3 separate regions of the Mus musculus genome follow, and all the other regions are linked to region 2. The links are chromatin contacts, called in public Hi-C and HiChIP or PLAC-seq maps. All regions are on one chromosome and are shown on one strand. Each heading gives the region's core, a stretch centred on a gene start, on an enhancer-like site or on the middle of the called end of the contact. The rest is flanking DNA. Distances are from core to core; before and after follow the strand shown. Region 1 has its middle 46 kb from the start of Gm40624. Region 2 has its middle 61 kb from the start of Gm22911. Region 3 overlaps Gm40624 (a long non-coding RNA gene).

Region 1 (2,967 bases), core at 416-2,915, 240 kb before region 2:
AGATCAGAAGAAGAAGAAAACAACTTTTCCTAAATTCTTTTATTTCGAGTTCTAAAAACATCTTGAATTAAACAGAAAGAACAGCTCATTGACTTTCAACTGTGCTTGCAGCTTGTTTCTCATAGATGAAGAGAAATAGAACGTGAAGAGAGATGGGAACAACTTTTCAGACTCCACAAACTATTACAATCCACAGGTCGTGTCTATTACTTGGTTTAAATGTTAAGAATATTAGGAGTCAAGTTGCAGTTCAGAATAATCAGGGTCAAGTATCACTGAACTTAGGTTATTTATTTTATAAATGCTACATAGAGATTAGTAGTTCTTAATATATAATTAAGATTCAATAAGTGGGTCATGTTATACAAGAGCACATCTGGAGTCTGAGAAATATGTTAATTTGTTCCTGATCTCAAGAAGCTTCCCCAAGAATGTAAGAATTTAATTTATTGTAGATTATTTGGACTTCTTTCCAGGCTTTATTTTCTCAACCTGGGGAGGTTGAATATGAACCTAAAGTGGATGAACAAGAGTAGCCATTTAGAGATTCATTATTTTTTCTAATAGGAAATTTATGAGGTTATGTTTTTATCCCAAATACATGAGTGTGTACATAATGGAGGGGTACGTATTTTTCTAAAATCAAGGATTCCTTGAAGGTATTGTAAAGAAAGAAAATAAAGGTAAGGTAGGTTTATTTATTGAAGTTTCTTAAGCAAAGTTCAATTTCCACATTTTTAATAAATTCTCATTTAAACAATTATTACTCATATATGTACTTATGTATAAATACAGTTTTGTATGCTGACAATGCACTTCTGTGCTAATAGCTACTTACTTTTAACATTGTAGGCATTCTGTGAACACTTAATTGTATGTGCAGGACACTGAGGGGTCATCTGTTCTCATGTACCCTACAGCAAAATAATATGTACTGAATCATGAACTTAGCTATGACAAGGACAGGTCACAATGACACTTGCTGAAGGGTCACTACATGTGATTAATTCTAACATAAACATAGAAGACTCATGGCTAAAACCAAGCAGTAACTGAACCACCATGGTATTTAGCGATGTTTTATAGTCAGATGCCTATTCCACACATGCCAGCACACACTGCTAGTTAACAACTCATACATTGCAAGAAGAGGCATTTTATGCTTTAAGTGGAGATTTTAATGATTATATAGAAAATACCTGTTTGTTTTAAAGAAAAATATGTTTTATTTGAGCAATTCAACCAAGAAACATGTTAATAACACAGGACAATGCTTAGGGGGAAATGGAAATATTTTGTGCTCTGAATCATGAGTTTTCCTTTCAATAGTCTAATTTAATTTTAGGGAAAAAATGTTGATTTTGGCTGCCTTCCAAGACATTCTTCATTCCCTCTCTCTCATCTCCAAGAATCCTTCTGCACAGAGTGGTTAGCAGGAAGCGTTTGTTTACTGGTGAGTTGAATGTTAAAGCATTTTAACATCTCCCTTTTAATTCTCCCAATATGTATGTGAAGGGAAAGAATGGATCAATAGGGGTGCTGCTTAGGCGTCCCCATGAAGGAGGCAGAGGACAAGAGAATGAGAGCAGTTCTCTATGTGAGGTACAGATTCTCTAGGGGTGAATAACCCAGGCATTGACTACACCGCTGTGGGCTGCAATACAGTTCCCTAGGAAGACAAAACATTGAGAGTCAGTTCCGGAGCCACATGATTCCCACAGAAATGAGGCCTGAGGCCAACAGCTCCAGCTGTACATTCTTATTTTGAAGTACCTGGAAACCACCCTAAATGATTTCCTGTGTCCTTAAGTCCTTCTTTACCCCGTAACCACTTCTGTGACCAGCAGCAGCTTGTGGACAAAGTGCTATGTTCCATCTTCTTCAGCTTTCTTTATTTAAGAGTGATAGTGCAGCTGCCATTCTCTCTCTCTTAAAAGCCTGGCTGAATTCTGTGATGAAGATGTTTGTATTAGAGAAGGTTCTTAGATACAGTCATGGATGTCCAGATTGGGGTTTTCTTGAGTAAATTGTAGTGAGAGCATTTGAACTTGCCATTTTACAATTTTTCAATCAGAGATCTCACATTTATTAGCCTCCAGTTTTCAATCTATACTTCTTATTCTTTAAGAACCTATAACAGTCAGCACCACCTCTTTTTTTGTATGTTGTCAATTCTGACACGTGTTCAGTCACTTGATCAGTTTGACACTGATTTTTCTGGGCTATTTGTATTTCATTTAATCTTTGTAAGGAATTTTTTAGTTTTAGTTTTCATCTTGTATATGTTAATTATTGTACCTCTATCATTATTACTACGCTGCTTTTGTTAAATATAATTTATTTTACTTTTAGCTTTCAAAGCAGACAATATGACCACTAGCTTAAATATGCTCAACTTCTTTGTGTAACTATCAGCCCCTTCCTGACCACTGCTCACGCCATCATTTCTAAACACATTTTTATAAACTTGTGTGCTAACATGCTGTTTTCATTTCCTTTAGAGTTTCTCCTTTTGACAGTTTGTGTATCCACGAGTGAATTATTATGTTTTCAAATATTTATGGATTTTTTATGTCAATCTGTTATTGATTATTAATTTAATTCTGTTTGATTAAAGAATATAGTTAATTATTTTAAATTCATTGAGTTCTGAAGCTTCCAAAGGTTCCATTTTAATGAAAAACAATTAGTATTCTGCTGCACTATAGAAGGATGTATTATAAATACCAATTATGTCAAGCCATTGACATTGGTATTCAAAGCTTCTGTATCCTTATTGATTTTCTGCATACTTGCTATATCAGTATTGAGAGCCATAAAACTCTGAGTATAATTGTCAATTTCTCCGTTCTACCTATCAGTTCTATTAGTCGCTTCATAAACTTTAAATCACTGATACTGGTACACCATCATCTAGATTTGTAATAATAGTTTTTGGTACATTAAAGGTTTTAACATCTAAAAGTG
Region 2 (3,122 bases), core at 82-2,581:
TGTGTTGCTGGGACTACAAGTGATGCTCTCTTTCTCTGATGTCCCAAAGCTTGTTTCTCTTACAGAGCTGCCCCTAAGAGCACCATGAAAACACCGCCATGATGAGTTTGCTAAAGTTGCATACACAAGCACATAGGTAAACCAAATAATGTAACACATTAAAGTCAAGACTCAAGATGAAGGGAAATGTTCGGTCGATGAGTATCTGCTAGGAAAAACCAAACTTAACACCAAGGAGAGCAAACCCAATGTTTTCTGAATTCCTTGCTGCCTTTGAGTGTCAGAAGCTGGAGGATTGCAGTTTAGTGATCCCTCATGTCTGCAAACTCAGTTATCAGCTAAATTGGGTAAACATTATACCAACATACAAATATGTACATGTGTACATGTGCCGTGTGCTCAGTTCATAACACTTTGAGGAGCTTAATCATAAAATCTGAAAAATTCCTATTTATGATCTTCCTAAAAGAATTAACAAAAGTTCTTCTGGGTATTTAAACATATGTGTAAGGTTGGTTTTAATTTTACAATGTATCCTTTTACTTTAAGCAAACAAATAGTAGTAGTAGTAGTAGTAGTCGTAGTAGTAGTAGTAGTAGTAGTAGTAGTAGTAGTAGTAGTAGTAGTAGTAGTAGTAAATGATTGGCCTCATGGAGGTTATACTGATTTTTTTAAAGTTTATAATATAATTGTTAGGCTAGACAATACCATTCCTTTTCTGTATCTCCTCTCAAAACTCTAGAAATGAGTTCACAGTTGTGAATGTGGAAAAAAATTGTGTACTGCTTCCACAAGTGCTAACTGTGAGCTGGGAGAAAATTAGTCCATTTGCAGGCATTGGAAAACCAGGGAATCATTCCATTGTCAAGACAAGAACCAGCAGCTGCTTTGGATTCCATGTATTTCAAGGACAAATCATTCATTGACTCCTTTGACACCCAAAGTATGCCAATAATTCAATGTATTAGTTGGATGCAAATTTCATACAATAAGGTATGGAAAGCAAACTGTAATTGGGAGTGCTTGTGTGAATGGAGCTCTGTCCTTTGACAGAGCCCATTGTTGAACAGCAGCCTGAACCCCCGACCCTTTACTTTGCAAGGATACAATAGCCTTTGATATGAGGTGGTGGGAAAAAGACTTAGACACTCATTTCACATTCAGTTGCAATTCATCAGTTTGGCGGGGACTTTTAGCAGCTTTAATGACCACAGCAATTGATGGTTAAATCAATTTGTGCCGGTGACAGCATGGCTGGCCTCTAGACTGTAACAATCCAGGATTGCGCCAGGCAGAAAAGACTCTGTTATTCAGATGTGCGCGGTTCCTACTCTGCTCAGAGAGAGAACAATGAGAGAGTCTCTGGCTCAGGCAAGCTGGAAAACGTTCACATTCACTCCACTGCCTGCGCAATGTTGTGGCTTCTCTGTAAGGAGGTGCAGCGCATTTCATTCCCGTAAGTATTGTTGCGAGTAAAAATATACAGACGACAAAGATTTCTAACGTTTAACTATATCCTGAGAGATAGTAACAAACCAGAAAGAATTTAACCTTTGATTCCTTGATCGAACTGGGTGGTCCTACTCCTGCCACCACTGCGCACCCCTCCTCCACTTCCCCTCAAAAAAATTAGAAAAGGGAAAGAGAAAAGCAGCAGCAGAGATTACGATAGAGGAGGCTTATGTTTAGGAGGGAAAGGTGAGAAAACAACCCCACAGTATTTTGTGTAAAAAAGGAGGGAATATTGCTCCCTCTTCTGTTGATCAGAGGTATTTTTTTCCTAGTAATGATTTAAAAATACATGTTTACTGTGAAAATATGTAAATGTCAGCATAGTTCACTGAGTTGAACTGACCTGTTCAAGTTTCTTAAAATAAAAAGGCAAAGTAAGTATTTTTTTTTTAAGCTAAACCTACGTTTAACATTTAGGAATTCTGCAGGCATAACTGGCAATTTTTAAATGGGGAGAAGGATAAAATATCATCACAACAACATTAATTTTGGTTTAGTTTCATCAGTGAATTGCGTCATTAAATATAGGAATCAAGAATTAAACCATAAGCAAGACTTTTAAATTCTACAGAAAATGTGCAGCCTAAAACATACCTGTAAGATTAAGCAATGTGAAGCCAACATATTATTTGTATATCTGAATACTAATTAATGTCTGGCATAACGTAAGATACACAGATGACTGTAACAAACATGCAACTAAAGCTAATTAAAGGAAAGTTTCTTGTTTTTAAACATGTGTTAATGCTGCATTTATTAAACAAAATTTTTTAAGTAAAAAAAAAATAGTATACAAAAAGTATTAAATTCTACTCTGGACTGGATAAAATTGACTGTAAGGGTGGACTCTGACCCTGAGTTGCCTTTTATGTCCTATTAAGAATTAGACCAAATGATACAATTTTATTTTAGAGCTATGGTGGAGAAAAAAGAAAAGAAACCATGTCCAGAATATAAGCAGATCCATGGGAAATGGATGGCCCCGACTCGAAGCTATGGTGTTGTGGGAAAAAATGTAAACAAGGTTTTCGAACAGATTTGTCTAAACATTGAAAGAATATTGAGTCTGTACAGAGGAGGTCTTGGCACTGAGTCCAGAGCTGTGCTTGGTAACTGGGGAGGGTAGAGAAAAGGAGGAGAGTTTCCATGGCAACACTGGTGCTGAGCATAAATGGAACAGGCATGCATCTTCCCAAGGGAGGACTGGAGGGTGGAAAGTGGAAACGAGGGGTAAGGGCGGTAGGGCCCCCATGAAGATACTTTATGCTGAATAAGTGTTTTGTGTAACTGTGTGGCATGCTGGACATCACTGTGTGCATTCTGAGAGATATGAGACCTCTTAAAAACACTGCTGCCATGATCCAAGACAGTTCTAGGTGGAAATAAATGTTGTCTTACCATTTCTAGAGTGAACACAAATACACTGAACCCATCTTGCTTCTGATTTTGTTATGTCCCTTCAAAGTAGAATGAGAGGTGACATGAGTAAAGCTTTTTACAGATTATTTTTCTTTATTCTTGAGAGTCGTATGGAAATAACCCTATTTCCTTCTCTTAGCTGCAAAGGCAGGAAGATATGATTTCTCATTATTTTGAATGTGAAACTATGA
Region 3 (2,953 bases), core at 33-2,532, 200 kb before region 2:
TTTACTAGATGTTCTTTCACTAGTATATAGCTCAGTCACAATTAACATTCTGCTTTATTTATTGTGTGCATTAAGGTAGCTTGTAAGAAAGATGCTGTCTTGGTTACTTGTGTGCTAACTTTTCCTAGGAAAAATGTGTTATGTTTATTATAGTTTCATTAGTGACCCTTATTAATTAATGTAGTTACCAGAATTATCAAGGCAAAGAAGGTTCCAGATTATACCTTTATTTTGGCAGGAGGCAATATATAGAATACTGTAATAGAGAGATTTTAGGGACAACTCAGGTTTTGCTAACATTTAGTATAGATCCTAACTGATGTAGTCACTTCTCTGTTGACATGATAAAACACCTTGACCAAAAGCAAGTTATGGGAGAAAGATTTGCTTGCGTTTACAGCTGCAGAGGAGTGTGCACGAGGTTGCCAGGCAGAGATGCCTGCAGCAAGCTGTAGTTGAGGCTGCAGGAGCAGTACAGTGAAAGGTCACCTCTTCAACTGTAAACGCAAAGCACAGAAAACAACATCGAGTGGGCTTTCAAAGCACACTGGCTGTGGCATACTTCCTAAAGGCTGCATGTCCCAGAACCTCACCAAATACCACTACCTGCCAGGGAGCAGGCATTCAAACACCTGGGCCTAGAAGAGGTGTTTCTCTCTTTAAGCACCACACCATTCTGAAATGCAATGTGTGCTTAAAGCTAGTTCTTGAGTAGTGATAGCTTTCTTTTTAGAATTTAAGCACATGAAATATGATCAGTCTTTCCTAAAGTCTGCTTCAGTCTGATCACGTGTCTTGTGTCTTTTTTAAAATATAATTTGTGCTTGAAATTAGATATTTTGCTTCACACTAGAATTTTACACTCACATAGTCTAGAACCAGGAATGCTTAGAATATTCCACAAGCTAAGGAACAAGCAATTCTAAATAAATGATTCACTGCACTGCTTTCAAGGATTTTAGATCTTAATTATCTGTTTGCATGTTTGTTTGTTTGCTTGCTTATGTCTCTGCCTGTTCTTTGGAAGAGAGCCCAGTACAAACAAGGGTTAACATAAACTGCTCAATTTTTTGTAAAAGGAGCTTTCTTCCTTGGGTCTGAGTAACAACATATCTAGCCTCCAAAATAAACCACTCAACTGCCTCAGATATTTGGGAATGAATGCTTATCCACTAATTGGCTTCAGCTGGGGATTCCACCCCCCCCCCCTTCATTACTTGAGCTGAGAAAGCAGCTGTTTGGCAAATGGTTGAGTCCTAAGTCACATGGCTGGTGATTTATGCACATCAATGTGCTAATGGATGCCTTGTAGAACACAGTTTTGTTTATTTGATTGTTAAAGCCCTGTGCTAATGAATCATGACTTTGTTTAAATACACAGCAAACCCAGTCTCATGATGGAGCTCTTCCTTAGGCAGGTCCTTTTCATATTTGTTTCTAATTTATTATAACATGCTTGGTTTAACCTCATGGGTGTTATAAGAAAGCACTGAAAATGATAGATAAAGGCTTATTCTTTTATGAAATTTGATGTGCTTACACGTAAGCAGAAGTAAATATGAGACAGAGGATACTCCCTAAATTAGATTCAAGCACACTTGCCACATATTTTAGCATGCCCATTTACATGGGGAATAAAGCTATTCCATCATTCTGGCTTCTTGAGATATTAATGGACTTGTAACTAGGCGGAAATATTTATTAAAGTTATGCAAAGTTCTTGCCTAAAAGTTTGCTCAGATCAGTTACAAATGCTTATCTTCTTCTACAATTAAAGCAAATTCTATCACTTTGTTACGTTCAGGTCTGGGCCAGGTATTTTTAGGTCCTAGGCATTTTACTAGTGAATGAAATAAATGTGCGCACATATTTAGAAAGTTGCAAGAATGCTTTATTCAAAGCAGAGCAATAGTGCATTGTAGAAGGGAATGAACTGTCAAGACTGAGGGCATCGGTGAATGAAGGGACTCCATTATTATACAATAAGAAAGCCTTCATTACTGTTCCTTCTATGGATTTCAAGGGGAGCAATTTGATCATGGAGGGTATAATGTAAGTTGGTATCTATTTTGGTTGACAGACTTTTGGTAGTAAAACCATTTCTCTATGATTCATGCTCCTCCTCACAATTCATCTGAATTTCATCACATTCATGCCCACTAATGCATAGACATAAGTGAGCAAATACAGGATTCTTACTAAAAGTCACATAGAGGACACTTCACCGTATTAAGCATGCACTCAAAACCACTAATAGGCCAGATCATTCTATTGATGGTATTATGAATACATTTTGTAAAATTCTAAATTTGTTGGTCATTAAAGAGTAGAGAAATTTATTCTGCTATTGGGAATGGGATGTGCTCAATGCAAATGGGGGTCCTGGATTGATAGTTGTTATTCAGTTGTTGTTTGGAAAGAGGTTATGTTATAAAGTATGCACAGGTAAACATCTCAGACTGCCAAGTATACAATTAAAAGAGAGGTCTATGTGAATAGTATGTGCAGATAAGGGCCCTAGATTGACAAATGCATTGTTAGAAGAAAGGTATGTGCATAGAATCCCAGGAGGCTTTCAAATGTGATTACACATTCAAATAAGCATGAAGTTAAAACAATGACTAAAACTGCCAGATGTAAAATGAGGACTTGGCCTTCAAAGCCTGTAGGTTTAGGTGAAGTGCATCATAATGTACAAAAAAGATAAATGACAGCTGGGCATGGTGGCGCACGCCTTTAATCCCAGCACTCAGGAGGCAGAGGCAAGTGGATTACTGAGTTCGAGGCCAGCATGGTCTAAAAAGTAAGTTCCAGGACAGCCAGGGCTACACAGAGAAACCCTGTCTCAAAAAACAAAACAAACAAACAAAACAAAACAAACAAACAAACAAAAGATGAATGATATCTTTCTTTCTTTTTTTTTCTTAGATATTTTCTTCATTTCATTTCAAAT

What was found. Hi-C and Micro-C count contacts between places; a contact is called where the count stands out from the background. HiChIP or PLAC-seq counts read pairs in DNA pulled down with a chosen protein or histone mark.
Region 1: a contact with region 2 is called in an H3K27ac HiChIP or PLAC-seq map of neural progenitor cells, with 7 times the contacts expected there. The contact joins two enhancer-like sites. A contact is called at or near these places in 1 of 484 Hi-C or Micro-C datasets (liver), 2 of 115 datasets of contacts at active chromatin or transcription factors (neural progenitor cells and stem cell-derived neural progenitor cells) and 1 of 9 other capture datasets (embryonic tail).
Region 3: a Hi-C map of neural progenitor cells shows a contact between it and region 2, with 6 times the contacts expected there. The contact joins two enhancer-like sites. A contact is called at or near these places in 5 of 484 Hi-C or Micro-C datasets (the 3T3-L1 cell line, cerebral cortex, embryonic stem cells and 2 more), 2 of 115 datasets of contacts at active chromatin or transcription factors (neural progenitor cells and stem cell-derived neural progenitor cells) and 1 of 9 other capture datasets (embryonic tail).

The regions. Positions count from the first base shown.
Region 1 is chr10:38,307,521-38,310,487 of GRCm38.p6, forward strand. No RefSeq gene overlaps it. Among named protein-coding and RNA genes, the nearest start is that of Gm40624, 46 kb to the right of the region's middle. Within about 2 kb of position 1,666, at least 36 of the 459 cell types and tissues checked have an H3K27ac peak or open chromatin away from gene starts, as enhancers often do. A contact at or near this core is called in neural progenitor cells, where this site is marked.
Region 2 is chr10:38,552,635-38,555,756 of GRCm38.p6, forward strand. No RefSeq gene overlaps it. Among named protein-coding and RNA genes, the nearest start is that of Gm22911, 61 kb to the right of the region's middle. Within about 2 kb of position 1,332, at least 127 of the 459 cell types and tissues checked have an H3K27ac peak or open chromatin away from gene starts, as enhancers often do. A contact at or near this core is called in neural progenitor cells, where this site is marked.
Region 3 is chr10:38,356,824-38,359,776 of GRCm38.p6, forward strand. All of the region lies in intron 1 of Gm40624 (a long non-coding RNA gene), which reads left to right. Among named protein-coding and RNA genes, the nearest start is that of Gm40624, 3.5 kb to the left of the region's middle. Within about 2 kb of position 1,283, at least 21 of the 459 cell types and tissues checked have an H3K27ac peak or open chromatin away from gene starts, as enhancers often do. A contact at or near this core is called in neural progenitor cells, where this site is marked.